Regions from separate parts of the Hordeum vulgare genome. Here all the other regions are linked to region 1. Evidence: chromatin contacts called from public Hi-C data. All regions are on one chromosome and are shown on one strand. The core of a region is the stretch at or near the end of the contact, and the rest is flanking DNA. Distances in the headings are between cores, read along the strand shown. Region 1 holds the start of LOC123394953 (UDP-rhamnose/UDP-galactose transporter 6-like). Region 2 holds the start of LOC123451872 (protein sym-1). Region 3 holds the start of LOC123395829 (histone-lysine N-methyltransferase, H3 lysine-9 specific SUVH1-like).

The links. Hi-C and Micro-C count contacts between places; a contact is called where the count stands out from the background.
Region 2: a Hi-C map of seedling shows a contact between it and region 1, with 3 times the contacts expected there. The contact joins the promoter of LOC123451872 here to the promoter of LOC123394953 in region 1. A contact is called at or near these places in 2 of 6 Hi-C or Micro-C datasets (leaf and seedling).
Region 3: a contact with region 1 is called in a Hi-C map of seedling, with 4 times the contacts expected there. The contact joins the promoter of LOC123395829 here to the promoter of LOC123394953 in region 1. A contact is called at or near these places in 2 of 6 Hi-C or Micro-C datasets (leaf and seedling) and 1 of 1 datasets of contacts at active chromatin or transcription factors (embryo).

Annotation. Positions count from the first base shown.
Region 1 is chr5H:311,630,605-311,633,585 of MorexV3_pseudomolecules_assembly, forward strand. It overlaps LOC123394953 (UDP-rhamnose/UDP-galactose transporter 6-like), which reads left to right and starts at 1,591. Exons shown (of 6, transcript XM_045089858.1): 1 at 1,591-1,788; 2 at 2,538-2,759. The coding sequence starts at 2,630.
Region 2 is chr5H:311,865,041-311,868,021 of MorexV3_pseudomolecules_assembly, forward strand. LOC123451872 (protein sym-1) reads left to right here and starts at 1,472. Exons shown (of 8, transcript XM_045128419.1): 1 at 1,472-1,778; 2 at 1,883-1,970; 3 at 2,610-2,704; 4 at 2,795-2,867; 5 at 2,972-2,981. The coding sequence starts at 1,534. LOC123451873 reads right to left here and starts at 1,314. Exons shown (of 4, transcript XM_045128420.1): 1 at 1,131-1,314. The coding sequence starts at 1,225.
Region 3 is chr5H:311,410,671-311,413,651 of MorexV3_pseudomolecules_assembly, forward strand. LOC123395829 (histone-lysine N-methyltransferase, H3 lysine-9 specific SUVH1-like) reads left to right here and starts at 1,589. Exons shown (of 2, transcript XM_045090864.1): 1 at 1,589-2,981. The coding sequence starts at 1,589.

The DNA of each region.
Region 1 (2,981 bases), core at 341-2,840:
TATTGTTATAATTAGATAGAATCTAAAAAATGTCAATAAAACTACAACATGCTATTTGTACTATTAGTGAAATTTAAGTTGTGACATGTTCCTTCTATTTTAGGACGTACAATGGTAGTTGATAGAGAATATAGTCATGCATCCTTGGTGAGATAGCACAAAATGCACCATATAATGATAAACAAAGTGTTTTCTCTTCATTTTAATGGTATTTTCTTGGGACACACATGCTCATAGTTTCTCTTTTCAAACAAAGGACAAACGTCTGTTTGTTTCGGGTGTGAAACACCTTCCATGTGGTTATGTACCCTCTGCATTTCAGAGGGGTAGAGTGGCGGTCAGGCTGAGGAGGTGGCGCGTCAATGCTGGTCCACAGGGAAAAGGAAGAGTGCGGGAAGATTATGACGACCCGATGGTCGATGGCGTTGCTCTGATGGCTGGGCAACACTTGACTAACAGGGGACATCAGGTGGGGGGTCGGGTGGGGTGAAACGTGGTCCCCGTGGTCTTGGGGAAGTATTGGGTGATAAAAAAGAGATGAAAAAGTGGAGTTATCAGAGCAAGTCCTTTTTATCGAACTTTCCTGACACAGACAAAGGGAACAAAGGAAGTTGTCGGAGATGTTCTTACCACCATTTTCTTTGGGGAAACATTTCGCCACGGCGCGCTCGGCCGGTCGCACGTGACCCGCGCATGAGCCGATTAGGCATGCAACTTTTATCTCGTTTAAATTTGCTGCAACTAGTGTTTAAATTTGTTACAAGAGTTTTTCATTTGTTACATCTGTCCACTAAAAAGTTGCATCCACGTTTGGTAGCAACTCGAGTTCGTCGGATTTTTCGCTACAACCGGTGTTTTTGTTTTTTGCTACAACCGTGTTAATTTTTTCTACAACAGGTATCCCAACCGTTCACTAAAAAAGTTGCATACACGTTCGTCACAGTTGCAATCCGAGTTCACCGGATTGTTTTGCTACACCCTTTTTTTGTTTTGCTACCACGCATCATCAACTTTGTTTTTTTGTTACGACCACGTTAATATTTTTTTGCTACAACTATATTCTTATTGCAACCGTGGACGAAAATTGTTGTATCGTGGACGAAATTTGTTGCATCGAGAGAATTTTGCTGCATGAAGATCTAACGGTGCGGCCCGCGTGCAGCTGGCGGATCGGCCGGCGCGCCAGCGCAGAGCACTGCCCTTTTCTTTGTGTGGCTAATTCTTAACTTCAGTATATTAGGAAAGGAGTTTTTGGCATGAAACTTACTAGATAATGGTATCGGATACAAAACAAACTTGGTGTCAATAAAGGAGTATCACTGCCGTGCCAAGTCGCTTGGAGTGAGAAGTGAAAATGATGCTAATCCAAACCGGACGTTTATTTTCTTATGCATGACACCTTGCATATTCTTCTCACGTCTTTATTGTTTTCTCTTCATGGATTTCTTGTCACTTTCATGAAAACCAAACCGTGGCGGTTCAACCAAGGAGAACTTAGCGATAAAACCCTAAGATTAGCGTAAATAAAAACTCTGGGCTCAGAAAAATGCGTGCGCCCGGCGGCCTATAAAATGGGGGGCAGATCTGGCCCCGAAGGTAGTTGTGAGCGTCGCGGAAAAAATAATAAGCAAGAACAAAAAAAAGAAAAAAGGGGGCGAGGAAGAAACCGAAGCACTCACACAGAACACCACACCCCCCACCCCGGCGACACACCACCCCAAATCTCAGATCAGAGCGCCGGGAGATCTGCCATTTACGGGTGGAGGGTTCGAGCCCCGCGCTTCTCGAGTAAGGATTCCGCCTCCCCCTCCCTCTCTTTCCGCCTCAGCCTTTTCGGGGGCGCGCGCGATCTGGCGCGGGTTTTTGGCGCGAGCTGCTGCGATTTGGGGACGGGTTCGTTGGTCGGTTTGCTGGATTTAGGAGGGGTTCCGGGGTGTGGAGTTGCGCTCCTGGAGCACTCCCTGATGAGGAGCATCCGGACTACGAGCAGGGCGCAGGGTTGTGTGTAGCAGAGCGTTCGGGATCAGTAGGGTTGTTCATAGCAAAGCGTTCGGGATCAGTAGGGTTGTTCATAGCAGAGCGTTCGGGATCAATAGGGTTGTTCATAGCAGAACGTTCGGGATCAGTAGGGTTGTTACGTCGCATAGTGCTTGTTGTCTATCAACTTTGCAAGTAGAGACACGAATTCGGATTCGTGGCCGGATTACTTGGCTAGGAGGGATTTGGGGTTAGAGCTGCGTTGTTGGAGCAGTTGCTGCTGTTATTTTGTGGAGGAAGAGCATTCGGTTCTCATGAGTAGCTGCATCCGGGCATGAGCGGGCTTGTTTTTAGTGGAGCAGAAAGAAACAGTAGGGCTCCTGTATCATATATTGCTAATTGCGTTCAAAACCAGTGGGGCTCAGGTAAAATAGTAGTGGTGCACGCTGTTTTGATAAATTTCTGCTTAGTCTAGGAACATTTGATTCAACTCAGGTGCAAGCAGCACCATGTTTGGTCACCGTGTAATCATCTGAAATGGCTTTAATTCCTTGCTGCAGTTAAATCTTGGGCTCTGTATCTTGTGTGAATGGCATTTGTGCCTCAGAGACTCTAGCTCGCCAAGTGTTGATTTGAACCTGTGGGGATAGGGATGGGTTCTCCGAGAAAATCCGACAAGAAGGCCGCCTTAGACTTTGCAGCATGGAGTTTCAATATCACCTCATCTGTTGGGATCATCATGGTCAACAAAGCCTTGATGGCTACACATGGATTCAGTTTTGGTATGTTTTTTGGCTTTGGTGAACAATTATGTAGTCACATGCATCCTTAATTCGTTCTATTGGCATCTTGTTCTTTACTTTTGGCAGTGAGTAGGATTATGTTGTGCTCTGTTTTGTTCTGTATCTTATAATTTCTGTGCGACTTTGAATTGACCAAGCTTCTTCTGAATTACGTATTATTATTGCTCTGCTGATTTTAGTGTACAAAGGGATCAGAAGCTT
Region 2 (2,981 bases), core at 222-2,721, 230 kb after region 1:
TAAAACTAGTCTTGAGACTAAAAAAATTTAGTCAGGGGTACCCCTACTAAAATGTGGATTAGTCCTCTCTCTCCTCATTTAACTCCTCTCCTTTAACACAGGCGAGTTCTGGATTGGAGGGTTTGGAGGATAATAAATGCTCATTAACTTGATTTTAGTCTCTTTAGTATTTGGATCCAAGCATGGGTGAGGCTAGCAAGTTTTAGTCCCACTACTTTTAGTCATGGGACTAAAACGTATCCAAGCACCCTCTAAGACAAGCATCTCCAGTTCACAAATATTCAAGTTTACAGCAAACAGCAATTGGACCCAATGAGACAAACTTAATGTAGGAATCCTTCAGCCACAAATATCTTCTGCCTTCCCCAGGTAGGATATTTCATGAAGATCATGAAGGAAGACAACAATCAAGCCAAGAAAATCTGTTCACCTAACTATTAAATGGAGCACATCGATAAATAGCGCCATGATAAACAAATTATAGACAAGGTGCATGATGTAAAATAACACTTATGGCACTGCATAGTGTGATCAGTCCACAAATGTGCCAGGTGAAAGGGTAGGGTAGAGTTCGTTGTGTTTCACACAAACCACTCACAGCTAATGATCAACATAAAAACTGCAGGATATTTGGATCAAACATAACCGAAATAAGATTCCACAGATTTAACATTTTGGTGTGGAGTTTGAAGCTTGCATAGAAAATGTATGCGGGTTTGCCACACAAGGTGCAAATAAACTCTGAAAAACATGCTAGTCTGGTTGAAAAGCAAAACAGAGCAAAGTTCGCTCTAGGAAATGGGACTACATTGATTGGGACATTTCTGCATTCTTTCATCTAAGTAACCATGACAAATCAAATGATAAAGGAAATGGTATCATTCCTATGGGTTGTAAGGGAGTAAATCAGAATATCGAGCCACCGACAGATTATGTTGTGGTGAATACCAAACCTAGTTTTACCAACTACAGTACTAACAATCAACCGTATATGGAGGACAAATGCGATGAGTAGATCACCAAGGTTGGATCTCTCATTTCGACGCAATTCACCGAACCAACATCAAACGGCCGGAGCAAAAACATGGCGGAAGTGGAGAGGCGGAGCTAGGGATCGAGAGAGTACTGACTGCTCCATGGCCTTGAACCAGGCAGGGGCGGGCTTGGCCAGCCCCTTCACCAGTTTCCGCGTCTTCGTCAGCAGGTCGCCTCGCATGTACGACATCTTGCCTCCACGACCGGTGGGCGCGGTGGCCGCCGCCGCCGCTGCAGCCGCAAGTGGGAGGAAATGCCGGCGAGATGGTGGCGGGATTGTTTCCTTCTCGCCTTCGTGGCTAGGTCAATCAAGCAGACCACCTAAATGGGCCGGGCCGGGGACGAAACAGCCCGAACTTCATTCACGCGAAAGACGGATGGGCCCAAATGAGCCCACGTTTAGTTTATTCTTTCACTGCCCCTCTCCGGCTCTGGAATTTTCTAGAACCCTAGCACGATTCCCAAAACCCAAAGCTCCTCCTCCTCATCCTCTCTTCCATGGCGATGGTGTCCGCGCTCCCGCTCCTCCTCGTCCCCCGCCCCATCGTCTCCCCGAGGCCCGCTGCACCGGGCCGCTTCCTCTCCCTGTTCACCGCCCCTGCCGCCGTCGAGCCCCGGAAGGGCGGCGGCCGCCTCGCGCGGCTCCAGCCGCTCCACGCAGCCTCCTGCTGCAGCTCCGCCCCCGCAGCAGCATCTGGAGGAGTGGAGGCGGCCCGGGCGAAGGGCTTGCAACTTGTAGCATGGTGATTCCGTTGGACCTCTTCTTCATTCCTTGGGAATTTTCCCGTGTGGGTACTGATGCTTCAGTAGAATACTGAGACTGGGTGTGTTGAAATGGCCGCGACAGGTACCTTCTGTCTCTTGACAAGCATCCGGTGGCGACCAAGGCTGTCACTTCTGCTGTGCTGACCCTGGCCGGGGACCTCATCTGCCAGGTTCGTCGATGCCAACGCTATTGTTTGCTGCCTTAGAGAGTTAGAGTGTGGTATTATGCAATACAGCATGGGTTCGGTACTGGTTAGTTGGTTAAGTGCCGAGCTATGGTTTCAAGATGTGACCTCTTGTTCAGTTCTGTTTGGGGCTTCTTGCACTAGTGAATGATTATTGATTACATCACCGTCAACAATTCTTCAGGAATTAGATCAGTCAATGTAATATTGCACAAGAATAAAGAGTCTGATTGTTAAACATGCTGAACCAGGGTGGAATAGTATATGTATGTATGCAGTAGTAATGTAGTCTGGTAATGCAAGCCGGAGCTATTATTCATTCGAGAATGTACCAGTATCGCGATTTTGCCGTATGTCTTGTATTGTAAATTATCTACATGCATGCCTTTCATGCCATATATGTCTGCTGCCAGTGAATCATTCACCTTGTAGACTTGTAGTTAAGTGCAGATGTAGTTTAGCAGTAAAGAGAAAACCCAAACTTTGTGCTGCGTGATGCGTGCTTGTGTAATTCTGATCATGCACGAGCACCATCCCTTCTTAGTTTTGATGTGAAATTTAGGATGAGCAGACGTGTAATTGAGTAAATTGACAATCCTTTATCTACTTTTTCTTTTGTTCAAGCTTGTAATTGATAAAGTGCCAGAGCTAGACCTGAAGAGAACATTTGTGTTCACGCTATTGGGGCTTGTCCTGGTGGGGCCAACGTTGCATTTCTGGTAATCTTGTCTTGTCTATTCTACAGAAATAATGGTGATCAGTAATTACTGTATGGTCTTGTTTGGTTGATAATTGGTCTCCTTATGCAGGTACTTGTATTTGAGTAAATTAGTGACAATCAGCGGGACATCCGGTGTCATTTCTCGCCTGTTACTTGACCAGGTTTTCATCATTTCCGTCATATCCTGTTTTACGTTCTTGATTTGTTTTTTATGTTCATTGCTTTCCTGTTTGACATGTTGTTTTTAATCTGTCTCCCTGGCCAGTTCATCTTCT
Region 3 (2,981 bases), core at 339-2,838, 220 kb before region 1:
TATATTTAGGAACGGAGGAAGTACTACTTATGTTACTTCCTATTATGAGTAGTATTCTAAGAGCAAGTACAATAGAGCTGAGTCAGCTGGCTATAAGGAATAAGCTAATATATTTTTGTTTAGTTAGAAGAAAGAAAAGAGGAGAGAGAAGGTAAGCGGGCTCTTAGCTAAGGGCCAGCTCTAGCACGTGCTCTTAGTCATTTTGTGAGTATGAAAGGTGGATCATATAATAAAGAAGTAATACACTTTTATAATAAACTATTATACTTGTTGGCTATAAGACGGACTATAGATGACATGTTAATGACTTATAGCCAGCAGGTGACTATACTATTATACTTGTTCTAAAGCGTGTAAGTTTGTGTATTTCACACTTTCGATCTTTCGCTGAAGTGAATAACATTTTTGCCAGGCTGAAGTGAAGTGAAGTGACATTGAGGGGCCGATACCGGAGTTAATAAACCTGCCACCGGTGAGCATTGTCGAACCGTCTCCAGCTGGTTCAAGCAGCACGGATCTCGAGACCGGTCCAACGGTGGACAGTGAAAGCGCAGAAGCCCAAGAGGCAAGCCTTGCCAACGCGTGACCGGTGACACGACCGCCTGGCAGTACACACGTGTAGGCCCTGAGAACGGAAACGGCTTCTCCGAGGGGAGGGGGGCCCCAAGCGGTAGCACAGGTAAGTGGCGTGCCCTTTTTTACCCCACCGCACCACGAGACTGTGGCCTCCAAAGAAGTGAGACCAGCGAGCGCTTCGGTGGAGAGAGGAAGAGCTTCTGCTTCGACGACGTCCTCAAGGTCAGTCTCTATCTCCCGGCAAATCTCTGTTGTGATTTCCTTTTCTGGCGTTCTTGGGTAGTACTAGCAGCTTTTGGTTTTAGATGATCATACCTGTGGAGAAATGGCCACTCTTTCCTGGGTTCAGCAACGTTCCTCTTATTTAACTTTGTTTCTACTTTCTGTCGATGCCGGCCTTTTTGGTTCATAATATGCGAGGAGGAAAGGAAGATGGAACGTACGTACAACGTAGCATGCCGAAATAGATGTGTTTTCTGCCGGTCTAATACTTAAAACAACCACAATCTGTACTACATTCACATGGTATGGATACTTCGACAAAGAGTGTGTTTTCCTCTCTTTCTTTTGTTTCGATATAGAAAAGAAGATTGCTCTGTTCCTGCTTGCTGCGTTTGACAGGATCCCGTTCTTTCAGTTCAAAACTTCATACTCTATCATTGCTTGAATTTACAGATTTATTCTCTCTCTATCTATCTTTTCTTCAAAAGAAAAGATTACAGTGGACAATTGTTCAATCGGTGTCACGCTTGTTTTAATAACAATTGTAAAAAAGATATCAAGCAAATCCTTCTCGTCAGTCAACATGCCATTTTTACACTGCCACCATCGCATAAACATTCATATTAATTACACCCAGCCAACAAACGTAGTGATCAAAATATGCAAGTTTTCTGTCTCCGTGTTGCTGCATTTCACTTCACAAGATACAGTTTTGTCCTGTTTTCTCAGTTCATAAGATGATACTGTTTTCTGAATTTACATGTTTATTGCTTACTGCCAGGAGTTCACCATGGGGAGCTTGATCGATGAAGCAGAAACCGAGGAGCAGCCCCTGGACCTGAAGCCATTGCACTCACTGGCGCCGATGTTCCCTACCCCTCCAGGGTATGATGTGGTGACCACTGGATCATCCGACCCACCATTCGTCTACATCACACCAATACAACAACACCCTGGGCCGGCTCCAGCTTCATTTGATGGGCCGCCACCAGGGTTCTGCTCCTCACCACAACAACAACACCCTGGGCCAGCTCCAGCTTCATTTGATGGGCCGCCACCAGGGTTCTGCTCCTCACCACAACCACCACAACAACAACGCCCTGGGCCAGGTCCAGCTTCATTTGCTGGGCCAGGGTCTGCAGTTCCTCTCAAGGCTACGCCAATCTCGGCAGCATTTCCCGCGCGGCGGCCCAAGGAGGAAACCTCGGATGAAGATTACACTCCTGCTTCCGAGAAGAGGAAGCCATCTTCATCTTCACCCAAGAGGACAACCAAGAAGGCTCGGCAGGCTGGAGACTCCACTGCAGCTACCCACAAGACAAAAGGGGACTCCACTGCAGCCAACATCAAGCATAGACCGATCAGGAGGAGCCTGAGCAAGGGGCTCGCCGGCTGGCCCTCCACATCGGACAACCCAAGGGAGGCGGTGGAAGCGGCCATGGCCATGTTCGACTCGCTCCGGCGCCGGATGCTGCAGCTGGATGAGAAGGAGGGCTTGGGCAGGCGCGCAGACCTCAAGGCCAGTGTTCTCATGAACCATAACAACCTGAGGATCAATCAACTCAAGACGATAGGGCCCGTCCCGGGTGTCGAAATCGGAGAAATCTTTTTCTACAGGATTGAGATGTGCATCGTGGGACTGCATGCACCATCGATGGCCGGCATCGACTACCTGTCAGCTAAGTTTGCCGGGAGGGACGAGAGCCTGGCCGTGAGCATCATCTCGTCAGGCGGATACGAGAACGTTGAAGATGAGACTGACACCCTGGTGTACACGGGCCAAGGAGGTAACAGCCGGCGCAAGGAGAAGCACGACCAGAAGCTGGAGAAAGGAAACCTTGCTCTCAGCAACAGCGCCAGCAAGAAGAACCAGATCAGGGTGGTGCGCAGTGCACGGGACCCTTTCTCCATCTCAGGAGGCAAGGTGTACATCTACGATGGAGTGTATCGCATCGAGGACTCCTGGATGGACAGAGCCAAGAACGGGTTCAGTGTGTTCAAGCACAGGCTGAGGAGGGAGCCGGGGCAGCCTGACGGGATTTCAGTTTGGAAGATGACAAACAAGTGGAAGGCGAACCGTGCCACGAGAGAAAAGGCCATAGTGCTGGATCTATCATCAGGGGCTGAAAATCTGCCTGTGTGCCTTGTCAATGAAGTCGACGGCCAAAGGGGGCCGGGCCACT